Linked DNA regions of Sus scrofa: region 2 is linked to region 1. Evidence: chromatin contacts called from public HiChIP or PLAC-seq data. All regions are on one chromosome and are shown on one strand. Each heading gives the region's core, a stretch centred on a gene start, on an enhancer-like site or on the middle of the called end of the contact. The rest is flanking DNA. Distances are from core to core; before and after follow the strand shown. Region 1 holds the start of GOLIM4 (Golgi integral membrane protein 4). Region 2 holds the start of ACTRT3 (actin-related protein T3).

The links. HiChIP or PLAC-seq counts read pairs in DNA pulled down with a chosen protein or histone mark.
Region 2: an H3K27ac HiChIP or PLAC-seq map of alveolar macrophages shows a contact between it and region 1. The contact joins the promoter of ACTRT3 here to the promoter of GOLIM4 in region 1. A contact is called at or near these places in 1 of 5 promoter capture datasets (liver) and 2 of 2 datasets of contacts at active chromatin or transcription factors (alveolar macrophages and skeletal muscle).

Annotation. Positions count from the first base shown.
Region 1 is chr13:106,892,469-106,897,401 of Sscrofa11.1, forward strand. GOLIM4 (Golgi integral membrane protein 4) reads right to left here and starts at 2,741. Exons shown (of 16, transcript XM_005669985.3): 1 at 1,899-2,741. The coding sequence starts at 2,085.
Region 2 is chr13:108,432,335-108,437,267 of Sscrofa11.1, forward strand. It overlaps ACTRT3 (actin-related protein T3), which reads right to left and starts at 2,032. Exons shown (of 2, transcript XM_003358668.4): 1 at 1-2,032. MYNN (myoneurin) reads left to right here and starts at 2,860. Exons shown (of 7, transcript XM_005669990.3): 1 at 2,860-3,523; 2 at 4,306-4,602. The coding sequence starts at 4,337. It overlaps TRNAV-AAC (a tRNA gene), which reads left to right and starts at 1,086; the gene lies at 1,086-1,158.

The DNA of each region.
Region 1 (4,933 bases), core at 1,491-3,990:
TCAATGAGTTCTAGCACTGGGAGCTGAGGCAATGTGCTACCTGGGCAAACTATGTCACTGTTATTACTTTGTTTTTTTCAACAACCAGAGACAGGGAAGTGAAGTCTGAGAAAGCAGACAAAAGTGCTTGAGATTAATTTTCTCACCGCAGTTCAATTTTGTTTGTTGACTGAATAAATATATACATTCACCCCCCCCTCCTATGTGTCAGGCACTATGCAGTGCGGAGGGTAGCATACTGGTAGATGTAACAGCACTGCTCTGAATCTCCTAAACTAAGAGAACAAGGCACCAACCTGGTGTGATCCACTATATACACCCTTCCCGCCACATGTGAGAAAATCCTGTCCTGCCATTGTACTGTTATTGCACAGCAAGTTTTCTCCTTGGTCTAATAGCTCCGAACTTCACAGGGAACCCACTGGTGTCTTCTAATTAACAAGTAAATAAAAAGCCATACTTTGCATACCAACAGTAACTCGTGAGCAAATGCCAACAAATTTAAAAGAAAAATTTTAACTTATGGGTAAATTTCAAAAATTTTAAGGAAAAAAAATTTTATCCTAAGCCTGAATCGAAACAGGTTTTCCTTTCAAGCCAAGACCAGTTCACATATTTTCACTGCCTGTAGCTACACAGCTTTAGTAAGCTAAAAATACTTCCCTTCTAAGATGGGAAGAGCAAATAAGACCAAGAATCAGCTGTGTGTCATTTTCTCTCATATTTTTTTTTTTACTAGAAAACATTCGAAGTAGCTAAAGTGACAAAAAGGCATCTGCTTTATATTTGTAAAAGTATACACTGACAGAAACATCCATCCAGCTTGTATCTTCCTAGTAATATGACATAAGCTGTATTTGCATTATCAGCAAATACTGTCAACATTTCACTACTCACAGCTCTTTATTATTACTTTTTTTGATTGGGGAGAGGGCTGCATTAAGTGTTGAAAACTAACCACAAGTACAAGAAAAAGCTTTCAAAAATATGTACAAGATGATTCTGCTCTTAGGAAGCACATATAGTGCTTACTTTGCCGTCATGCATCATTTATGTTCCTGAAATTTACATTAAATGGGATTCTAAAATAGAGGGATAGGAGCTTTAAGTCTTTCTGCAGATCTTGTCACACTGTGTTTGCTGTATGTCTGGCAAAGTGAAACACCATGTTCCTCCTCTTGGGCTTCTCAAGGCTAACTGTAAAACACACACACACACCCCTACTTACCTCTCTAGGACAAAATAAGTTATTCAGGAAGACAAATAAACCTTTTTTTTCTTTTTCCAAAAACATAAATGCAAGATAGTGAACTTTTTCAACACATCCAACATCTCTAAAGTCACACTACTGAGTTAAAAGAAATGAGAAACCAGCAGGTCTAGGCTCCATTCGACTGGGCCATTAGTTTGGACCCCGGATCATGGCTTAATTTCCCTTGAAAAAACAGCACAGTGTTTTTCAAACTGTGCTGCCAAACTCCCCATTTCTTAGGTTACTAACAAAGTCAACTGGAAAGCAAATACCTAGAAACCAGGAAACCCTGTCCCTCTGGGATGGGCTGGCAGGAGACTAGGCAGGGGTCTTGGTTTGTATGCCCAGATTGCAGCTGGGCCTTTGACAAGTGCTGGGGTAAAACATTCATTGTGTACCCGCCCATCCAAAGCCCTGTGGGACAGGGTTGTTGCTGCCAATTTCTAATGTAACTGCCTGAAGAAGAGGCAGGGTGGCGATTTGTCATCTCTGACACTCCGGGGTCCTGCGGCCCTGGCTTCTGATGTCCCTGAAGGTCAGAGGTGGCGCCCACAGTGCCAACGGCTCACCAAAGCCACTTTTCCAGCCGGGGCGGGAGGCGCGGGGCAAAGTTGGCCACCGGCCGCGCGCGTCCCGTTAACCGTACCTTGTAACTGGGCAGAAAGGGACTCCTGGTGCTGCTGGTACTTGAGCGCCACCGCCTCGGCTTTCCGCAGCTGCGTCTGCAGCTCATAGTAGAGCATCGCGCCATAGAGAAAGCCAAACACCACGGTCAGCAACAGCAGCGTCTGGAAGATCCGCTTCTGCTTTCGGGAGCACATCCCGTTTCCCATAGTCCCGCCGGGACTCTGCGCCGCGGCCGTCCCCGCCGCCGCTGTCCCTTCCGCCCCTCTGCCCGTCCGAGCGAGCGCCTCAGCAGCGGCCGCCGCAGGAGGTGGCTGGACGCAGCATGAGGAGGAGACTCGAGACACAAAAGCGGGGCTGGAGGGGAAGTGGCGCCCGCTCAGCCTCCTCGCGCCGCGGGGCGCGCAGCCATCGACGCCGCCACGGCAGCCGTAGCTGCCAAACTTTTGCGAGGCTGGCTTTCCGCGAGTGCCGAGGCCCGGGAGGGGGCCCTCCGCATACTTCTGAGCGGGCTGTCCTCGCGCGGTCCCCAGACGCCGCCTGCCTTTTTCTCTCCTCCCCACTTTTTGGCCCGGCTGCCCCGGGCAGAGCTCAGAGTCCCGCCCCGGCCGCTCCCCGCCCGCTTGCAGCAGCTCCCACTGCGCGACTTTGTTGCCACCAAAAGGAGGGGCAACAACAAAAGGAGCGTTTCGGCGCGCGGCGCGCAGGGGTGAGTAGCTGGGAGGGGGCAGGCTGCCCCAGCCGGGTTTGGGGGAAGGCGGGCCGGTGTCACTGATGGGGCTGCCGAGCCTCGGCCGCCGCCACCTCCCACCCAACTTACGTGTCACCCACGGCCCTGCAATTCTGGCCAACGGGATTCCGGGAGGAAGTCCCACTCGGGCTCCCCGTTCATTGGGCCCGTCAGAGCCGCCGTTCCCTCCCTTCGGGGAGGCAATGCCGGGCTCGATTGGACGCCCGCTTTGTCCGTCCGACCCCAGGACCTCGCCTTCCCTCCGGCGCCGGGTAGAGCACGGGGCTCCTTGGGCCGCGAGGTCGCTTGGCGCCTTAGTGCGCCCACGTGGAGTGCGGGTGGTGGGGGGAGGCGGCGGGGCCAGCCGTGGGAAGTCGGCTGCGCGGGACACGAGTCCCGGCTTGCGGCTGGGAGAGATGGTGCGCACGTGTGTGTGCGCACGGGAACATGTGTATTTGTGATTCCTCACTCGGAACGCACTTGGGGAGAGGAGTACAGTATCTGAAGTGGGAGAGAATGGATGGAAACAACTGTGCACCCTCTGCCGAGCACCCTTTTCTGTCCATATTCAGTGGGCAGGCACACGAGATAGCTACATCGTCAGCACAGTTTTGGTAGTGAGTCGGAGATGCCTGTACCTACTGAGTCGTGCCGGGTTCAGTGTACTAATGTGGATGCGTGTGTGCCCACAGATGGCAGGACAGGAGTCCTGAGATTTGAACGCGCTAGCACTCTAGACACACTGCTTAACTGTACACGTGGGTTGGGGAAATCAGCTTGCCTTTGGCAGAGGGGAAAGAAATGATCTCATATTTTTCCCTTGGCTGCAAATAGAGTAATTTAAAAAACAAGTCTTACAGGCTGAAATGGCCATGCCTTCATTTTGTCATATGTATTTGTTGTTTATATGTATTTTATTTATTTTTGATGCAAAAATACATCAGGTATATTGCTAAATTACATTTTAAAGGCCAGCGAAAGTTTCCTATGTAAAAACAAGTAAAATAAGCATAAAAACTACAAACCTCTTCAAAGAAAATACATAGTGCATTTTTTCTGTATACTTAAGGGAAAAAATTCAAGGTTATGCATAAATGATAATGTTGTTTCTGCTCCTGACCTAAATTCTAGAAAAGTAAATTATTTCTTAAATCCTCAATAGTGTCATGGAATTTATCGCATACTGCATAATTTTAAAGATATTCTAAACCGATTTTAGTCATCACTAATGGCAAGCACTCAAAATGAGGTTAGCTCTGTTCAGTCACAAAAATAACATAAAGGCAGCCCCTTGTGCAGAATTTTTTAGATGGACTCTGATACTAAAAGCCATAAAATGAACCGAATTTTACAACCTGGCTAGCCTGGGGCATTTATACTACCATGAAAACTAAGTGTGTCTGGCATGTGCTTTTTTCTAATAAGTGATAACTCACATTGTTTTTTAAATGCTTTCATTTACTAATATACTATCTAACTTATCACAACCAGATTAAGTATTAGGTTCACATATTAGTAAATATAAAAAGCAAAGTTTATCAATGCACTGTGATAACCCTAGGACCTTCTAGAAAGCTAGGAGTACGACAAGGTTATAATCCAGAATCCTGATTTTTCCATCTCTTTCTCTTATAAAATAAAGAAAGTTATATTAGGAAATTATATCTGGTCCATTAAAATAACCTAATTTATAGAGAAAAAGAAAGTTTTAATGTTCTAATCTGTCTTGCAAATACAGTGTAGCCTTGATTATTGAATCTACCACTGTTTAAATTTTACTCTTTCAGCGTGACTCTTGAGACTGAATAATTCCTGCAACCTTGTCAGAATTCCTCATAACTAAAAATTCCTTACTGCTGTCAGTGTATATTTTGCTAAACAAATTCTTCCTCCAAAAAATCTGCCAAAACTGCTCTGGAAGAAATTAAGTTTTATAGCAACAGTCCTGGCGTATACATGAATAGATAATTATCCTAGCCACAAAAGAAAAAAAATTGTATATAGAGTTGGAAAATTATTACTTCTCTATTACACAGTGTGTAGTATTTGGTTGTTTTTCAGAATCTTTGGAAAATTCCTATGCTTCCAGAATACATGATTACTCATTTTAAACTTCTGATTCCTTCCCATCAAACTCCAAAGGTATTCTTTGCCTAAAGCTGCTGGCTGACTCTACAGAATATAATAAATGTAGGTCATAAAACACAACTCAATATTTTAGTCATAAAATTTGAAAGAGAACAAAAATTATTACCTGAACTTATCCATTATTTCAAATTCAAGAAGGATATGTAGAAGTACATAAAATCACTAATGGCAGTGTCTTT
Region 2 (4,933 bases), core at 782-3,281, 1.5 Mb after region 1:
TCACGAGAGGCTTTCTCTAGTACTTCAATGAAACATAAAAGGTTTTATTTCTCAGAGCCATTAAATTCTGATTAATAGGTCCAGGGACCTATGGGAAGCCCCGAAATGAGCCCTAGAAACTGGAATAAAGGTGGAGAGCCTTGACAGGTGAAAGTTTTAAGAGGGGAAGCACAGCCTATGCTTCTGAAACCCTCGTCAACTTCTAAAAATAAAAAGGAAAAAAGTGCTATTATTTAAAGTGGATTTAAAATACTTTGATTATGGTTTTTATATATACTGGGCAATAGTTTGTGTTTCTCGTGGTTTCTAAGTAAAATGTACTCAAAACCAAAATAGTAGAAACATTAAAAAAAAATTTTTTTTAGCACTCCCATTACGTTATCCCCCCACCCCCTGCAGTGTAATATGGAAGCTCATTTCTGGTTCCCTAAAAGTTCTTGATTTTTAGGCAGAAGAATGTGTCTGCTTCTTCACGGGGAAAACGATATTCAGTACGTCATATGAAGTTCGGACTTAGAAAAATTTATGTTCATTGTGCGCCAAAGTGCATCTTGGTGTCTGATTATTATTTTTTTTTAACCCCCTCAATTTTACACACCATGTAGAAGATTTTAAAGCAAGTACCTAAGCAGGAGAGAAGATTCAAAAGCTAATGACACATCCCTTCACCAGAGGCTGAACCGGTTACTTTCTCGCTAGCTAAATGACTGCTAAGGAGGTTGGTGCGCGAGTTCGCGTGCTGCGGGTCCTTCTTAGCCGGCCAAAGCCCTAAAACTCATCCGGGACTCTCAGCAGCTAAACGAGGAGAAAAGAAACTAATACAACACTTCTTTTCCGTGGAGGGAATTAAACCCAAAAGAAAGGCACATAACGCGTGCCGGGTTTCTAACTACCTTTGAAAAAAGCATATGCAAATTCTAACTTTTGAAATAGTGGTACTATTTAATTGGATCTATGCTTATTTTCCTTTTTTTGTTCGTTTGTTTTGTTGATCTGTTTAAAATTCCTTTATCTACTTTGAAGTGCTCAAGCTGCATGTTACAATAGCGATATCAACAAACTTCAGAGAGCTTGTTACTAGGAAGGTTTCCGTAGTGTAGTGGTTATCACGTTCGCCTAACACGCGAAAGGTCCCCGGTTCGAAACCGGGCGGAAACAGTGCCTTTGTTTCTTTTCCTCCCTCTTTGTTTTATGAAATTATGTTCTTCAAAAACATAATCTTGATAGAAACTTGCAGTAAAACATAATCTTGATAGAAACTTGCAGTATCTTGGAAATTTCAAATTGCTTGTTTTATTTAAATACATCTCACAACCTAATACTGAAAAAATAATGTAATGTACAGCCTGGTAACATTACCGGGCAGGGCCCTTTGGGGCTCCTGGGCACAAAAGCCTTTCTCTGTCCCCATTTCTTTTTAGGAAATAGGCCTCATTCAGCCTCCTTGACCTCCCTTGAGTGCCAAAGGGCAGGTAGTAGGAAGGAAAGATTACAGAAAACCAGATATCTAAAGTTGGGAAATTTAGCGCTTTTCTATGAAAGAATGCAAATGTCTAGGCTCACTGAAATCATCCTTTGATGTGCATCTCCACCAGTGTTCTGTGTTTTCACAGCCTGAGTTTCAAGGAGGGCAGGGTGGGGGGGCTCGCTCTCGGGAGTGGTTGCTAGATGGCAGGTATTCTTTGTTTCCTTCCTGAGTTCCCACAGGGCTCCGAGGTTCAGCCTCCGAGGTGGCTGCATTCCCGGTTGATTTGTGCCATCCTTTGTTTTGTGGACTTAACTATCAGTGTATGTGATAAAGAACTAAAAGACCCTAGCAAATGGAAGATGTTAACTACCTGATGAAGGATTGTTCATTCTGGAAAGAAGGACCACTAGAACCAGTCCTGGGGTCACAAAAACACCAACTTTGAAAAACAATGCAAGCCAGCATTTTCCCTGATCCTTATCTGTGGCCCTATTTTTCTACTTCCAAATTATAAAACCACTTCCTATTCTCTCCCAAAGGGGGGCACAGTCTTTAGGGCATTAGTCTGCTATAGCCCTCCTTTGCCTGGCAAAGCAATAAAGCTGTTACTTTTCTCCTTCACCCAAAACTCTTGTCTCCCTGTTTCTATTCAGCACTGGTGGACAGAGAGGTCCAGTTTCCACAACAAGGTAATCAAACACAGCACAAAAACTGGAGCCCTGGAGCCCTTGAGGACTCTGTATTACAAGTCATTTGGTTTTCCACTTGAGATTACAGATTTATCTAAACCCGAGACCATGTTTTATACTTCTAAATACTCAATATCTGTTCAACACATAGCAGAGGCTCATAAATATCTGAGTGAATTAATTACCAAAAAGGATTCTGACAAAACTAAAAGTGCAATCAGAAAGAAAATTATACTTATAAACATAAAATCAAGAAAGAACCAGCCTCTTTTTTTCCTAACGGTTGTGGTTTTATTCAAAAATATGATTCATACTGAGGAAAACTTAGAGACCAAACGGAATCTGTTTTTTTAAAAAAATCTCAGGAGAGAAGAAAAGAAACTCAAGTTGACACTGTCCTGAAAAATAAAGTCGCGAGTAAACTTCCTACGATCCTCATATAACTTTTAACAAGAAAAAAATGTTGAAGTTTTGGTTTTCTTAGATTTATAATGTCCAAGCGTGGTATAATTCACCCTAACATATCAGCATGACTTATCTTACTGTTTCTGTCTTTTCATTTTATGCAGATAAGCGGCACCCCTTTCCCTCACTGTACAAAATCTGAATACAACGTAAATCATTGTATTAAAGTTTTTCTAGTCCAGACGCAGAACATTTTCCGGTATAAAGCCCACCTTTCCCCACGCGCATGCCCAGTATGCCCTACTGCTTTGCACCGCTTTCGTGCATCCCAGGCTTCCAACACCAGGTAAGGGTATCCTGCAAACTGGATTCCGGTTGGCTGATGCAAACAAGAGCTTTTGGGTAGGTAAACTAAAAAGGAGTGATCAGTCTCAGCTCAAAAATTCCCATGGTCGAGAGCCCAAGTATATAAAGCAGCTGTTCCCACCGGTGGGGCCTCAAGAAAGGTGAGGCTGATGGGAGAAGTCGAGCAACTAACTACAAGCCCCAGCATGCAATGCACAATTTGGCTCCCGGAAAGAGGCGCGCTGTGCAGCGGAAAGCAGCCTTGGCCGGCAACACGAGTCGTGCGCGAGATGCTGACGGTCAGCCAACCAGAATGCTCAGAATGAGGAAGAGAGGCGGGGCGCTGTGAGCGTCCCCTTAGATCTCGTATCTATGACTCTCCAGTTTCCGGGTCTCCTGGCCCGCTAGGGAGGGGGTTCTCTGTGCGCCAGCCTCTTCCAGGCGGGTGTTAGATCTCCACGGTCCTAAGAGCCTACGCTGTTGCCACGGATCTCCCAGAGCCGGATGTGACGTCGCCTTGGAGTAGGAAGGGAGAGGCGGAGCGTAGCCCAGTGACGTCCTTCCAATATGGCGGAGTGAGAGTGAAGAAACAGTGTTTCCCCTTGGGTTGCTATAGGTGAGTTCTGTCTTTGCCCCCAGCCCGCCATCCCAGCTCCCTCCAGATCCTGGGTCACTAGAGGGCAGGTTCCTTGGAGCGCGAGCTGTTGTCGGAGCCAAGTGTTAACGTTGAAAGCTCGGGCGAGGCAGTCCTGGTGTTGGCCTTGGCCACAACCTCTGCTGTGGGAATTCGCGGGAGTGGGAGCTGGGCGAAGGGCAGGGAGGCAGAAACCAGGAGAGATCGGCTTTGGTTGTCACCCTATGATACCACCTCGAGTGGGGAAGGAAGGGGTGTGGCTTCCTCGGGGTGAGTGACCTAACCTTTGACAACTCTTGGCCCTGCCCCCTCGGCACCCGTCTAGCGTTTTGAAGCCACTATGTAACAGGTTTCATTGGGGAGCAGTTTTCAAGACCTCGTACCGTGTCCTTACTCAGTTTGCCCCAACGATCATTCTTTTAGTGGTTGATTTTTTCTCCCAAATATATGTTTGCCTACTGAGCTTGAAAGTGAAAGTTCAGCTGATCCAAAAGCGTGGAATTTTGCAGTGCTTTTTTTTTTCCTTTTTTTCCCCGCTTTGTGGAAATATTTTCTCGCGTCGCCATTTATTACCGCGTCCAAAGGATTGTGTTAGTTGACCAAGATGAAATAAAAGCTAGGAAGGCATTTGTCCCTTCGGCATTTTTTAACCATATCTGTGAATTTTCTGGGGACGTAAAATGAGAACAGACTTTATTCTTGTTGCGTGAAAAGTTTGATGACAGCTTAGGTTTACTAATTTACTATTTATTTTTGTTTTTTAGAACAAGGGTAAAATTCGTTTGTGATATCAAAATGCAGTATTCGCACCACTGTGAGCACCTTTTAGAGAGACTGAACAAACAACGGGAAGCTGGTTTTCTTTGTGACTGCACCATAGTGATTGGGGAATTCCAGTTTAAAGCTCATAGGAATGTGCTTGCCTCCTTTAGTGAGTATTTTGGTGCGATCTACAGAAGCACTTCTGAGAACAATGTCTTTCTTGATCAGAGTCAGGTGAAGGCTGATGGATTTCAGAAACTGTTGGAGTTTATATACACAGGAACTTTAAATCTTGACAGGTAAAGTACACATTTTATTTCCACTTATAAAAGCTGGTCAATAGTCTTTAGAGCTAAACCATTTTGGTATTTTTTCCATACAGTCATTGAACTCTTCAAATATTGATATGTACAGTGTTGTTTTTAATGAATCAGTGTCACTGATTTGGGATAAACAGACTATGTTTTGTAAGCACAAAAAAATACAGATGTTAATGTAGTTAACGCATTGTTTCTGACACATTTGATTTATCTGCTGAAATAAAGCTTGTGATTTCAGTTATGTAAACTTAAAATATGATAAATATTAATTCCAATTTCCCCTAGCTTTTTATCTTTATGATTCTCTGGT